Regions from separate parts of the Sus scrofa genome. Here regions 2 and 3 are each linked to region 1. The links are chromatin contacts, called in public Hi-C and promoter capture Hi-C maps. All regions are on one chromosome and are shown on one strand. The core of a region is the stretch at or near the end of the contact, and the rest is flanking DNA. Distances in the headings are between cores, read along the strand shown.

Region 1 (4,550 bases), core at 1,160-3,659:
AACATAAAATAACATATGTTCCCGTTGTGGCTCAGCGGAAGTGAATCTGACTACTAGCATCCATGAGGACACAAGTTCCAACTCCAGCCTCGCGCAGCCTCACTAAGGATCCGGCATTGCCATGAGCTACTGTGTAGGTTGGAGACACAGCTCGGATCTGGTGCTGCTGTGGCTGTGGCATAGGCCAGTGGCTATAACTCCGATTTGACCCCTAGCCTGGGAACCTCCATATGCCACAGTGTGACCCTAAAAAGATCAAAAAAAAAAAAAAAATTAAGAGAAGCTCATTTTTTGTTCTTTTTAGGGCCGCACCCTCGGCATATGGAAGTTCCCAGGGCAGGGTCGAATCAGAGCTGTAGCTGCTGGCCTATGTCACAGCCACAATGCCAGATCCTTAACCCACTGAGCAAGGCCAGGAATCAAACCCACAGCCTCATGGATACTAGTCGGGTCCGCTTCTGCTGAGCCACAATGGGATCTCAGAGAAGCCCATTTAAAAAAAAAAAAATCTAACTTCAGAAAAAACATTCGCACCTTATCAATGAGGAAACTGAGGCTCAGAGAAGTACTTTTGTTCAAGAGGACACAGCCAATCAGAGGAACAGCAGAATTATTCCTATTACACAATACTGCCCCTCCTGGCGCTTTGGCAACTAGAGACTGCTTTTGAGAACCATTCATTTTCATTTGCTCCAGAATGATCTGAGTGATTGTTGTCAGTTATCCTCCGGTGTGACCCTTTTATTTCCAAATTGGAAAAGTCACTTAAAAAAATATCATCCCTTTCAGTCTGGAATAAAGACTGAAAAAGGAATCTTTTTCTTCGATATACGTTCTTACTGCTTCATTCCTGAGCTGGTCAGGAAAAGCTGGAAAGGTCACAGGTTTCCAAAGTCACACAAGTGAAGGATTTTGAAGGTTGGCAAATCTGGGGGTTGACATCCCACCTATGACCTTCCTTTGCTAGGGGTGACCTTGGGCCACAGTAAGGTCAGACGAGCACAGCACTTAACCCAGTGTGCTGCCTCCTGGGAGAGGATGAAATGAAATACACCTGCCTGACATGCAGTAAGGACTCAGGAAAGTACATACATGCTCCTTGGTCGCAGGTCCATAATCATGGCAAATGTTTTCGAAATGAGCAGAAATACTACAAATGCGCATGTCACATTTTCATTCATTCTACCAATATTTAGTGAGTACCTACTATGTTCCAGATATTGTTCTGTGTGCTTGGGATGTATCAGTCAGGAAAACAGAGATTCTGACGTTTGGGAGAGTCCTTTATGTCCTCCTGCTTGTGGGGCAGCACAGTAACTCTGGGTCTTAAAGACAACACACATAACTTTTGCAGACTCTGCTCAACTGTACATGACTACCTCCTATCCCCGTTTTGAGAGGAATGGGTTCAGGAAAAAAAAAATCTCATAAGACCATCACGTCACTGATGCCTAACTTCGGGGTACAGGACATGGTTTAGTTGAAGCACTTGGGGTGAGCTTAGCCTTATTTTTTTTAGCGAGTCTACTCCTTCTGAGCACAGCTCAAATTAGTGACAGTGGTCTCAGAGTATGACAGGGAGTGCGGAAAAGCAACTGGAGCTACAAATGTGCTGTGGAAGATAATTCGTCTACGCCTAATGGAATTTACTCTATCAGTAATTGCATTAACTCGCCTTTGGAAGAGAGAAAGGGAAAGAGAGTAGCCAATTTACATGAACAAAAACTCTTGATAACTCTCTGGCCTCCGTCGACTGTATTCATCCGCAAGTTTTCAGACTCACCTGCCAGGATGCATTTCGCTGCCAGCTTCACCATGGTAACCAATCACCTCCGCGGACCAGACAGCGGAAGAGAGGCTGCTGGAGGCGTTGGGGGGCCCTGCCTGGGAAGGGGAGTGGGGAAGGCTGGCGCTGAAGGGTCCTGTGGCGGCGGTGGGGACAACGACCCTCTGGGCAGCCCGCGGGCAGTTCTCGGGCACTAGGGTCGCGGCAGGGCGCGGAGGATCGCCAGATGGGGCCAAGTTCAAGGTCTCAGAGAGTAACCTGGAAGATGCCAGCGAGGCGATTCGGATCCCGTCCCAGGCACAGCTCCAGTTAGTGGGAAGCAGGAATAGTGATCCAGCAACCTTCCCGCCCCCAGAACCGCAACAGATGGGCTTCTCGGGCAACCATGCCCCGCCTGCCCCGCCTTCTCTATTTCCTCCTCCTCCTCCTTGCTGGTTGTGGATTGGCTGCCACCAAAAGCTCCCACACCCGAAAGCTCCCGAAGACCAGTGGGAAGGAGGGGCGGGGATAACAGCCCTTTCTCGCCAGGTAATTCGTAGCAGTATCTGCTCTTCAAACTTTTCTCGCTTGGCTAATAGTTGTAGAGCATGTCAATCATCTCCACCTCCCGCCCCCTCACCTCTGGAAAGTTCAGGGAAAAACAGCTCCAACAACTTATATCCAGAAGCGGTGATAAAAGCAGCTTTCTGATTGGCCAGAGGCTGGCTTGGACCATCTCGGGAGGAACGCGTACCCTCCTCCCCTTCTGGAAGTGGGTTCGCCCACGGAGGGGGCCAGTTGGGAGCGCGGGAGACTGGAGCGGCGCCTGCGCAGTGGACAAGGTGCAGTTGCCCAAGCGGAACTTTGAACCCGCTCTGTTGGGCCGAGGTTCTTGTCGCCCCCTCAAGTCCCAGATTCCGGGGAGAGCGACGTAAGCTGCATCAAGAAATCTAGTCCTTGGCTCGCATCTCACAGGGAAATCTGATTTTTAAAGCCCGAGAATGTCATGCTTTAAAATGTAAAATAGGAAAGTGTTGAAAGTGATGTCTGTGGACAAAGAGAGAACAAGTGAGTTTAATGTGGGGGAGCAGCGGGACTCAGACACTTGAAGCCCTACTTTCCTGAGTCCAGCCCCTCTTGTAAAATGGAGAATATATCACATACCGCACATCATCGAATGAAAGCCAGCCCCAGGACACTCCCCATCCCACAGGGAGGCTCCGAGGATGTCTGTTGACTTTCTGGGGGAGGCTCCTCTTGCTGAAAGAGGAACCTCAGACTGAAATCACTGCCGCCGCCGTCTTCCTGACCTGGTGACCATCGTGGCACATCGCCTCGCCCCTGAGCCTGTTTCCTCGTTAAAAATGGGCTAGTGGAACCCACCTCCTGGGGTTGTCCTGACGCTCAAAAGAAGGTCTGTAAGTGCCTGGAACATAGTAGGGGCTCAACAGTGAGGAATGGATGAATGAGAAGAGATTCATCTGGACAAATTTCATTGATCATCACTGCCGTATGCCAGGTGCAGGCACCCCTGTTCTGCCTCTGCTGGGGCCCCCTGGGATGGCTGGTGCTGAGCAGGAAGATGCCCTCAGTGAAGGTGCCTGCCCCCGGGGGTTTGTCATCACAGGCCTTTCAGTTACCTGGAACTTGCCTCACCTGCTCAGTGTCTCCCTGTGGCTACCAGCCTTGCGCTGGGCCATGAACACACATACACTCCACACATTTCTGTGGATGCTTCAGCCTTGAATTGGGAGTGAAACAGAGCAAGCTGCCTGGAAGTTTCTTTCCTTGGGACTCATTCCTGGTATTGTGATTAAGATGTGTCTCCTGCCTTCCCCTCACCTACTTGTCTTCTTTGGAAACATCATGCAAGTCTGTCTCAGACACCCCAGGCCTCGGTGAGTCAGAAAGCCTCTGCCTGGTCTTTCTGCCCCCGCCCCGCTTCCAGGCTGCCCTGCTAATTAATCCCTCAGAGGCCCTCTTGAGTAAGTCACTCTTTGAGGCAGCTCCATGGAGCTGAGATGCTGAAACACATTTGGGGGAGATATATCTGGGAGCCTCAGTTTCCCCATCTGTGAGGGGCAGGAGGGACTAACAGCCCCTCCCTCATAGGGCTGTCTTCCTCTGCCCACATCTGCGGAGTCCACATCTGCAGAGCCCACATCCCTTTCCTTGGTGCTGCTGTGTGTGGTTTCGGTCAGCACCATTGTAAGAGCATTGTGGGGTGGTGTTTTGTGGTTTGTTTTTTTTTTTTTTGCTATTTCTTTGGGCCGCTCCCACAGCATATGGAGGTTCCCAGGCTAGGGGTCGAATCAGAGCTGTAGCTGCCAGCCTACGCCAGAGCCACAGCAACGCGGGATCCGAGCCGAGTCTGTAACCTACACCACAGTTCATGGCAACGCCGGATCGTTAACCCACTGAGCAAGCGCAGGGACCGAACCCACAACCTCATGGTTCCTAGTTGGATTCGTTAACCACTGCGCCACGACGGGAACTCCTGTTTTTTTTTTTTTTTTTTTTTAGGGCCGCACCCACAGCATATGGAAGTTCCCAGGCTAGGGGTAGCATTGGAGCTGCAGCTGCCAGCCTGTGCCACAGCCACAGCAACGCAGGATCCACGCTGCATCTGCGACCTACACCACAGCTCAGGGCAATGCCGGATCCTTAACACACTGAGCAAGGCCAGGGATCAAGCCTGCGTCCTCATGGATGCTAGTCGGGTTCGTTACGGCTGAGCCACTGACAGGAGCTCCCTGTAAGAGCATTCTGGATCTCCCCAGAGAGA
Region 2 (4,550 bases), core at 898-3,397, 390 kb after region 1:
AAAGAAGTCCCTGCAGGAATGCAACACTGAAGGTGCATAGCTGATGTCAGCCCACCTCCTCGCTCAGCATCTTTGCACAGTCAACAACCTGAACAACTCAACCTCACCCAAGATGCCCGGCAGGGAAGGGGCAGGAGAGAATTCATTGGAAGATGCTTGTGTCAATCATCATAGACCTGCCAATCAGCTGCCAAGGTGGTCAATTGAAACTAAGGGGCAGGACCCAGGAGGTCTGGAAAATCCAAAAGGTATGGGAAAGTCCAAGAGTTTGTGAGGATCCGTCTTTGGCCCTGGCAAAGAAGGGATTCAGAGTTCCAGGAGGGGGACAGGAAGTAGCCTGGACAGCAGCAACTGGAGGCAGGCCAGGGCTGGGTGGGCAGGAAGCGGGGCAGAGAGCCTTTGAGGTGGTGGCAGTCTTTGAGGGCTGGCACCTAGTTATCGCAGGATCAGAAACTCAGCTTTTGAAACCAGACTGGTTTTTACACTTCTGGCATTTTTCTTTGTTTATTTCCTTTCTGTTCTCCTTTAACATTTAGTACAATTCAAAAATATTTTTTTGTGGTTAATATGTGTAGAGAAGGTAAAATGAAGATTTTTTTTTTTTTAAATACCATTCTATCCTAACCTGAGCACTGTAGTAAGAGCTGGGTTTTAAAGGGGCAGGAGCCCTCCCCTCAACACCCCCCTCCCCCCTCCCTGGGGCTGGGAAGTGGCAAGATGGGGAGGGGTGGGTGGGTAGGGAGTCTCCGGAGCCACCACCCCTCTCCTGGAGGTGACACTTCCCAAGCTCCCCTCTGCCCCTGCCTCTGCTACCCCACCCCCATCTGGCTTTCTGATTCTGCTCCACAAGCCAGGTCCAATCCTGCTGGAGATGATCGCCCTTATCTTTTATTTGTAAATTACACATCCCAATGGTTTGTGTGATGCTTTGTTTGTTTGTTTGTTTTAGCACCCATGGCCGAGCACGTGGAGCTTCCCAGACCAGGGGTCGAATCAGAGCTGTAGCCACTAGCCTATACCACAGCCACAGGAACGCCAGATCCGAGACTCATCTGTGACCTACACCCCAGCTCACGGCCATGCCAGATCCTTAACCCGCGGAGCAAGACCAGGGATCGAACCTGGGTCCTCAAGGATACGTGTCAGATTCATTTCCGCTGAGCCATGATGGGAAGTCCCCAAACGGTTTTGAGAAGCGCAAAATCCCCTCTTTTTTTTTTTTTTTTTTTTCTGGCCATAGACATGAACTCATAGGAAAAGGTAAGCCTTGAGAGTCAGATCTGAGATCCCCAGAAGAGTTTACAAGCTGTGTGACCTAGGGCTAGTGGCTTAACCTCTCTGAGCTTCCTGCTCCATGACATTTACAAGGAGGAAACAACTTTCTCTCCCAACCAGGTTGTTTGGGAGGATTTAACTGCGGGGAAAGTGCCTGGCTTGTAAAAGAATCTTAGTAAAAAGTCAGTTCCTTTCTCCACTGCCCACCATGACCTCTTCCCAGGGACATGGGACAGGAAGAGGGGAATTTCTCCCACAGGACTGGCATGGTTTGGGGACATTTTTGTTGGCCCAGCCAGCTGGGGACTCAAAAGATCTGTGACACAGAACTGTGACCTGGGGTGGGGGAAGGGGGAGAGGCAGGAAGCAGGAAGCAAAGTAGCCTTTAACAAAAGTAGCAATAACCACAATCAGTCATTGATTGGCTCCGGTCCAGTCCTCCAGTCCGGGTCCCGGGATGCTGGCAGGCTGGGATCAAGTGTGATGGGACCATGCCAAGGTGGCGGGGGCCGGGGGGGAGGATTTGGGGGTCTCCCTCTTTGCAGTCTTGCTGAGCTGAGTGGGTGCATGTCCAGGCTGCGGTGGGCACAAGCCGGGTACCGCAGAGGGCAGCCCTGTCTCCGGTCACAGGAGGGAATGGGGTGGGGAGAGCCTAGCAGGGGCTGGCAGGGGTCAGAGAGAGAAAGCAGTGCCGCTAAGGATGTGTGTCCAGGAAGAGAGGAGAAAAGAGAGGAATTCCAGGCTCTGACCCCAAACCCCTCGGCCCTGCTGGAGGAAGCGCAGGCCCTCCCATCACTCACCCAGTGTCCTGCAGCCTTGAACTGCAGCTCATGGACCGCGGGCTTCTGGGCGGCCTCTGGTTCCTTGGTCCATGTCTGCGATAATAACTTGTTGCTGGCGCAGACCCCCAGGGCCGGCCGGCTGGCTGGCTGGCTGGCCGAGGAGGGAGGGAGGCAGAGCGGAGGGAGGCAGGGCGGGTGGGCGGGCGGGCGGAGGGAGCGGGCTGAGCTGGCTTTTCCCACCTCCCTCCTCCCTGCTCCCTCCCCTCCAGCCTCTGGGTTCTGCAGAGATAAAGGGAGCCCTGGATTTCCTTTGCTTAACCCTGCGGCAGTCCAAGAGGTTCTTGTTGAATTCAGAGACCCAGTGAGGTCCCAGCAGGAAGGGGTGTAAGGCCCCCCCCCGCTGTGCAGAGCTGGGAAATCTGAGGAAATTGAGACCGGGGTAGGGGAAGAGCAGGAGCCCCAAAAGTTGCTCAGGAAGGAGGAGCAGTGCTGGAAACCCAATGCTGGATGCTGCGGGGCTCCGGCCTTAGCTGAAGAGCTCATCAGTTCTGAGTCACCGAGGCAGGAGGCCCCGCGGAGAGGGCACGGGCACCAACCCAGTGGCCTCAGCTTGGAATCCTGGCACTGGCCCCACGGGCCAGTCCCTCCCCTGCCCGCAGCCCCTAGGCGTCTGTAAAACTCCACTCCCAGCCCCATCCACACCAGTCTCCAGGGAGGGTTTGCTGAATACATGTTCACTGAGTGTGGGTATCACCTCCTCGGGTATCTGGGGAGGGTGGCAGCCAGGTCAATCCCCCTACCCCCTATGGACACAAATGTCCTCCTCCTCTGCCTGGAATGTTGCCGTGATTGTCCATCTTCCTGGTTTTCCAGAGCCAATCTCCCTTGGAAATGCCACCCTGAGAAGTTCACAGGAGGGCAGCCTGTACAGAAAGCCCCTGGGCCCCAGGAGAGGTCCTGCCTCAGCTTCTTTAGGCTGCAGGTAATTTAGCAAAGGCTGCAGCCCTGGTTCCCTGGGGTCAGAGACCCCTGTGCAAAGACTGTCCCAAACGCCCCTCACCCTCCAGCCCCCTCTCATTCTATATTTGCTGAGCTCCCTGCCCGGGCCAGCCTTCATCTTTGCAGGGGCTTTCGGGACCCCCGAGGGTACTGATATCCAGCATTTCTACTCTTCTAACCCCAGCCTCGGGGGTAAGGGAGCTAGTGGCGGGAGCTGATGTGACCTGCCCAGGGTCACACAGTTAGGGAAGAGGCACCACAATCCTGTTCCATGTTCTCTGTCCCACTGGAGTTCCCATGATGGCACAGCTGGGCACAGCTGTGGGCAAAGGTTACAGTTGGGGGTCTGTCCCCTGGGCAGAGGGAAGTGGTGACATTCTCACCTTTGGGGGCCACAGGAGTACAGCTAACTGAGCAGGGCCCTGTGGGGCTCCTGGATACAACAGCCTTTCTGGGTCCCCCATTTTTTGTTTTTAGGAAATGGGCCTCCTTCAGCCTCTGTGACCTTCCCTGAGGGCCAAGGGGCAGGTTCAGACAGCTGCTGAGCAGGGAAGGAAGGGGTGCAGAGACAGGGGAGGGTCCTGGGTCCCTCTCAAGGGCTGCACATAATGATGTAGGCATCGCATACACCTAAAAGTTATCTTCCTTATGCTTCTTTTAAAAATGAATACTTTATTCTTTATTTATTCATTTATTCATTTTTGGTCTTTTTAGGGCCACACCCACAGCATATGGAAGTTCCCAGGCTAGGGGTTGAATTGGAGATGCAGCTGCTGTGCTACACCACAGCCACAGCAATGCTGGATCCTTAACCCACTGAGCGAAGCCAGGGATTGAACCTGCGATACTAGTTGGGTTCGTTACCACTGAGCCACGATGGGAACTCTCTAGAAATAAATACCTTAAAATGGAACAGCTTAGGAGTTCCCACCGTGGGGCAGCGGAAACGAATCTGACTAGGAACCATGAGGTTGCGGGTTCGATCCCTGGCCTCGCTGAGAGGGTTAAGGATCCAGTATTGCTGTGAGCTGTGGTGTGGGTTGCAGATATGTCTCAGATCCCGCATTGTGGCTGTGGCATCAGCCGGCAGCTGTAGCTCTGATTCAGCCCCTAGCCTGGGAACCTCCATATGCTGCAGGTGCAGCCCTAAAAAGCAAAACGGAAACAAACAAAATTGAACACCTTAGAGTCCTTCCCTGGGCTTCTCCCTGGCTGAATTGCACCCTAAACACAATCACCCATAAGCTGAAGATTAGGCACCCCAAGCACAATTGCCTGTGAGTTAACAATTATTAGCACATGAAGTTTTTCAGGAACTTCCCTGGTTTGTTCTAATCTCTGACCCATATGCCCTTCTCGCAAGCATCATCATTTTAGGCAGTAACCCAGACCACCATCATGACCGGGCCAGGATCGCCTGACACCAGCTCTGATGACTAAGAGTCCCCCAAAGAAAGAAGGATGCATGTTGCCCCAGTCCTGATCCCTATCTGA
Region 3 (4,550 bases), core at 1,370-3,869, 270 kb before region 1:
CTCCTAATTTATTCTCAGCTTTGAAGACCCTCTGCATTCAGAGATTTCAATTAATGAACTCACAACACCTAAAAGCCCCGTCTGCAAGACCTTAGCTCCTACCACACGTGAAGAAAGGGAGGCATAAGGTCATCACATGGCCTGCCCAAGGCAGCATGGTGAGTCAGAGAAAGAAGGCGAAGGAAAGCAAAAGAATCTGTCAGTGGTTTGCCCACAAGGTCTCCCAACTTCTAACTCAGGCTCCCATTTCAGGATGCCCCATTCTGTCGTAAGCCACACGGGAAATCCAAGGATGCCCTATTCTGAAAGGTTTGTCCAGTAGTTTTAGAACCAGGCATCCAGCCAGGCTCCAAAGGTCTGGAAAGGAAGAAGGCCAACAACAACAATAACAACCGAAAAAAAAAAAAAAAAGGCCAGACCGACAACCAGAATGCCATAGGCATTTAAATATCCTTTAAACAAACTCACAGGGCACCAGAAAGAAACTCCTGTCCATCCAGTGCACGCTTGGGCACCCAACTGTTAACTTTTATCAGTGGAACTGACAACTTTTTGCTAGCCCTTCTCCGCTTGGGTGGCAAGATGTTAAACACAATTATCTGCAGAGTCAGGAACTGGTAATATACCAAAAGCCAGATGATACTACAGCCTTATTTTTCCTGCTTTGGTCCAAGCTAAAGATGACCTGAGCCACTTGGGCAGTGAGATACAGAACATAACTGTTTCACAGCACTATTTGGAGTTTTTCTTTCTTTTTTTTTCTTCCTTTTTTTTCTTTTTTCTTTTACAGCCACCCCAAGGCATATGGAGTTCCCAGGAGGGATCAGATCCAGATCTGAGCTGCAATTGGGACCTACATCGCAACTGTGGCAACGATGGATCCTTGAACCCAATGCGCTGGGCTAGGGATCAAATCTGTGGCCTGGAGCTGCAGAGACAACTGCTGCCAATGCCGTTGTACCACCATGGGAATACCCACGGAGTGTTCTGAAGACTGAAGATTGTTTACTAGTCTGCCTCTTCCTTTCTCTTTTGGGCCTCACCTGCAGCATATGGACGTTCCCAGGCTAGGGGTCAAATAGGAGCTACAGCTGCCGGCCTACACCACAGCCACATCAACACCAGACCATTAACCCATTGAGCGAGGCCAGGGATCGAACCCACATCCTCACGAATACTAGTTGGGTTCTCAGCCTGCTGAGCCACAACGGGAACTCCTACTAGTCGGTTTCCTACCAAACTACACTAATCTTTGAGATAAGGGATTCGGTCTCACCGATCTCTATGTGAGAAGCATCAAACATAGTACTGAGACATAGCAGGTGCTCAATAAATACCAGAACAAGTGACACCCAGTCTTCTACTGACCCCCCCAGGACTCACTGTGCATGGAAATCCACAACCACTGGCGTCTCACTGTTGACAACTCGGTCTTGAAAGTCAGGTCCATCCTGGATGTTAAAGGTTGTTGTACAGACCTGGGTAGTGTATAATGACCGGGCTTGGCTGGGTGTTCCTGTCAGGTTACTAAGGCTGAGCTGTGGGGTCTGCAGGGCTCTGGAAGCGAGGGGTGCCCACCGACTATGAGAGGGCTTCCTGGAGACTACAGAGGCCAGGAACCTCCTCAGGAGAAGACGCTGAGCCATCTGTGAAGGGAAGAGGTAGGAAGAGTAGGGGCAAAGAACAGGAAGTCAACACACCAGAAATCAGAAAGGTATGTGGGAGTACCAGGGGGCTCAAGATGCAGGGCCAGAAACAAAATGTTGGGAAATAATACATAAGACTTCTGGAGGAAAAGTGAGTAAAGAATGAGAATCAAGGGGAAAAAGGAATCGAAAACCAGGATGGGAAAACTAGGTCGACAACCCAAAAAGCAGGATATTGGTGAAATTACAACAGACGGAAGGGGGGAAGGAATCAATATTTATGGAGCACCTGCTAAGAGATAGGTATCTTACAGGCATTAGAGTCCTCCCAGATCAACGATGAAGAAGTTTCTACTGTACTACTGCTCATATTATAGATAAGGACTTAGAAGCTCAAGCAAATTGTGACATATCCAAAGCAACCCAATTATTAAAGGAGAGTCGACACTAGAGCCCACGACAGTCTGAAAAGTCCTTACTCTATCGATTACTCTTTTAAAAGGAGTTTTAATGGGAAATTAAAGACAAAGGAGAGTTGTCAAAGGTTCAGGAAAGAAGACAAGCAACAATTCAAATAGGAACGAAGTGACACGGGAGCAGGTGGGGGGGGAATTAATAAAGAAGGGACGTGTGTGTGGAAGGAACTGGGAACCCCGGCTCCCCGAATGGCAAGTTCCTCCCACCCAGGGTTTCTGCCCGCTCGGCCATCGGCCTGCATGGGAACGCGCCTGCAGAGGCGCCTCAGCCGCGATACCACTTCGAACCATCCCCACAGGGCCCCTACCTCCCAGCAACGAGAGCGAAGCGACGCACAGCACGGCCCGCCCCACCGGTCAAGGGCACTTCTGTCGTCACTTCCTGAGGGGCGGGCCTTAGCGTCACTTCCGGGAAAGGCAACCTGAGCAAGTCCTCAACTAGAGGGCAGGCACGGGCGGAGCCTCCGTTAGGGACCGGAAGAGAAGCGTTCTTGAAAAGAGACACCGGAAGATGGGCGGGCTCTTAGGGGAGGAACCGGAAGAGGGGCGGATCATTGGGGAGGGACAGGAAGAGGCCGGAGGGCTCCGGAGGAGGGTCCGGAAGAGGAGGGGAAGGAGGCGGGAGTGCCAGGGAGGGGGGGGGGCGGAGAGAAGGGCGGTGGGGAGGCGTGGTCCTCGAGTTTGCAAACACTTGCTGACCAGCATGTCCACCCTTTTGTCTCATTGTCCTAATGTCGCTTCGAAGCAAAAGACTTCAGTTGGGAGTCCAGAGAACGCTGACTCGTATTTGTCATATGTGACTGTATAACTTCGTGGTTTCGAGCAAGTCTTCCTGCCCTTGGGGACTTCAGTTTCCCAAAATGTGACATGAAAAGCTCAGCTTGTCTTCCACCCTTGTCTCTTTGGGATTGCTGAGAAACTGGGCCCAGACAAGATGCCAACTGGTAGTGATACTTGGAGGGCCTGCCTCTGAGGCCCCAGGCAAAGTGTGATGATCCCTGAATCTACCTGGGCCTGGGCCTTCCTTTCTCACCCATTGTCGCTGTCATGGACAACAGGAGTCTAGGCATTTGTGTGTCTCAGGCTGGTCTCACAGCCACCCCTTGTCTCCCTTGCACCCTTTACCTATGTTAGAGCAGGAAAGGGCTGTGGGGTTTCAGAGCAGAAATAGAGGCAGAGAGTCCAGAGCGTTGAGGCTTCAAGTAGGTTTACTGAACAGAAGATGGCCAGAAGCACTGAGAGAAAGCACAGGCTCCCTGGTATTAGCGGGGGAATAGGTTTTATAGAGGCTTGTGGCTAAAGTAACCAGTGTCAGGGCTGGCATCAGGCTACATGGGAGGGGTAGGAGGAGAGGTGAGGGGTTGTAACAATGTTCCATGATATGGTGGGAACTGAAGATTAGCAAAGACAAAATGCAGTTAGGGCAGTCATCATTCCAGAACAGGCTGCTCTTGGTTGAACAAGATAAGGGAGTCGGCAGTTTGAGGGATTAAATCTGGCTCTAAGACCTTACAACCACTCATAACTTCTTATGGTTCTATGAATAAATCAATGCTTCTCCCTCCTCCCTGCCTTTGCTTAACTTGAAAGCCTTTTTTCTATGTCCACTCGGTAGAACACCTACTCATACTTCTTGAGCAGCATTAATTGCCTTTTTCTCTCTGGTGCTTTGTCCATAACACACTGCACAGTGTCTGTCTCTCCCGTGAGACCATATGCTCCCTGAGCATAGGGATCTCCAGCTTTTACACATGTCCATACACCCAGCACCAACCTGATACAACCTGGCTCACCAAGGATGTTCCATAGATGCTTATTAAGCTGAGTGTATTTTTCCTCTTCTTTTTTTTTTTTTTTTTTTGGCCACACCTGCAGCATGCAGAAGTTCCCAGGCCAAGGTCAGGAAGCAGGTAAATTGGCAGAGCCCCATCTCACACTTTCACTTCAATCTACACTCCAGCTAGTGGGAATCACAGTTCCATAGTTTGCTTAAATGTCTCTCCCATCCCTGCACTTTGTAGTTGCTACTTCCCATGCCTGGAAGGCTTTTCTCTCTACTGTCCAGCTGAGAAAATGCTAAACACCTACCAGACTAGGCATCATCTCTGGAGGCACTTACCCGATCCTCCTTGAGTGGGGGTGGAGTCCCGGAGTCCCTCCCCTGTGCTTCCACAGCCCCTGTGCACCTGTCAGTCACCACTCAGTGCATTGTTCGTGCACTTGGCATTGTTACCATTTTTTTGGGGGGTGGGGGGGAGCAGGTGGTTAGGGCCGCACCTGTGGCATATGAAAGTTCTTGGGCTAGGGGTTGAATCGGAGCTGCAGCTGCAGGTCTACACCACAGCCACAGGAACTCAGTATCTGAGCTGCATCTGTGATCTGCACTGCAGCTCACAGCAATACTGTATCCTTAACCCAATGAGCAAGG

Evidence for each region. Promoter capture Hi-C pulls out the DNA fragments that hold promoters and counts their contacts. A called contact is a pair of places that touch in the nucleus more often than the background predicts.
Region 2: a contact with region 1 is called in a promoter capture Hi-C map of liver, with 2.8 times the contacts expected there. The contact joins the promoter of C1QTNF6 here to the promoter of NCF4 in region 1. A contact is called at or near these places in 1 of 5 promoter capture datasets (liver) and 1 of 47 Hi-C or Micro-C datasets (embryonic fibroblasts).
Region 3: a contact with region 1 is called in a Hi-C map of liver, with 5 times the contacts expected there. The contact joins the promoter of TXN2 here to the promoter of NCF4 in region 1. A contact is called at or near these places in 1 of 5 promoter capture datasets (fetal liver) and 1 of 47 Hi-C or Micro-C datasets (liver).

Annotation. Positions count from the first base shown.
Region 1 is chr5:10,991,861-10,996,410 of Sscrofa11.1, reverse strand. It overlaps NCF4 (neutrophil cytosol factor 4), which reads left to right and starts at 2,409. Exons shown (of 12, transcript XM_021091535.1): 1 at 2,409-3,663. IFT27 (intraflagellar transport protein 27 homolog) reads right to left here and starts at 2,229. Exons shown (of 7, transcript XM_021091536.1): 1 at 1,784-2,229. The coding sequence starts at 1,817.
Region 2 is chr5:10,599,466-10,604,015 of Sscrofa11.1, reverse strand. It overlaps C1QTNF6 (C1q and TNF related 6), which reads right to left and starts at 2,147. Exons shown (of 3, transcript NM_001142830.1): 1 at 2,076-2,147.
Region 3 is chr5:11,262,539-11,267,088 of Sscrofa11.1, reverse strand. TXN2 (thioredoxin 2) reads right to left here and starts at 2,619. Exons shown (of 4, transcript NM_001243705.1): 1 at 2,431-2,619; 2 at 1,384-1,646. The coding sequence starts at 1,646.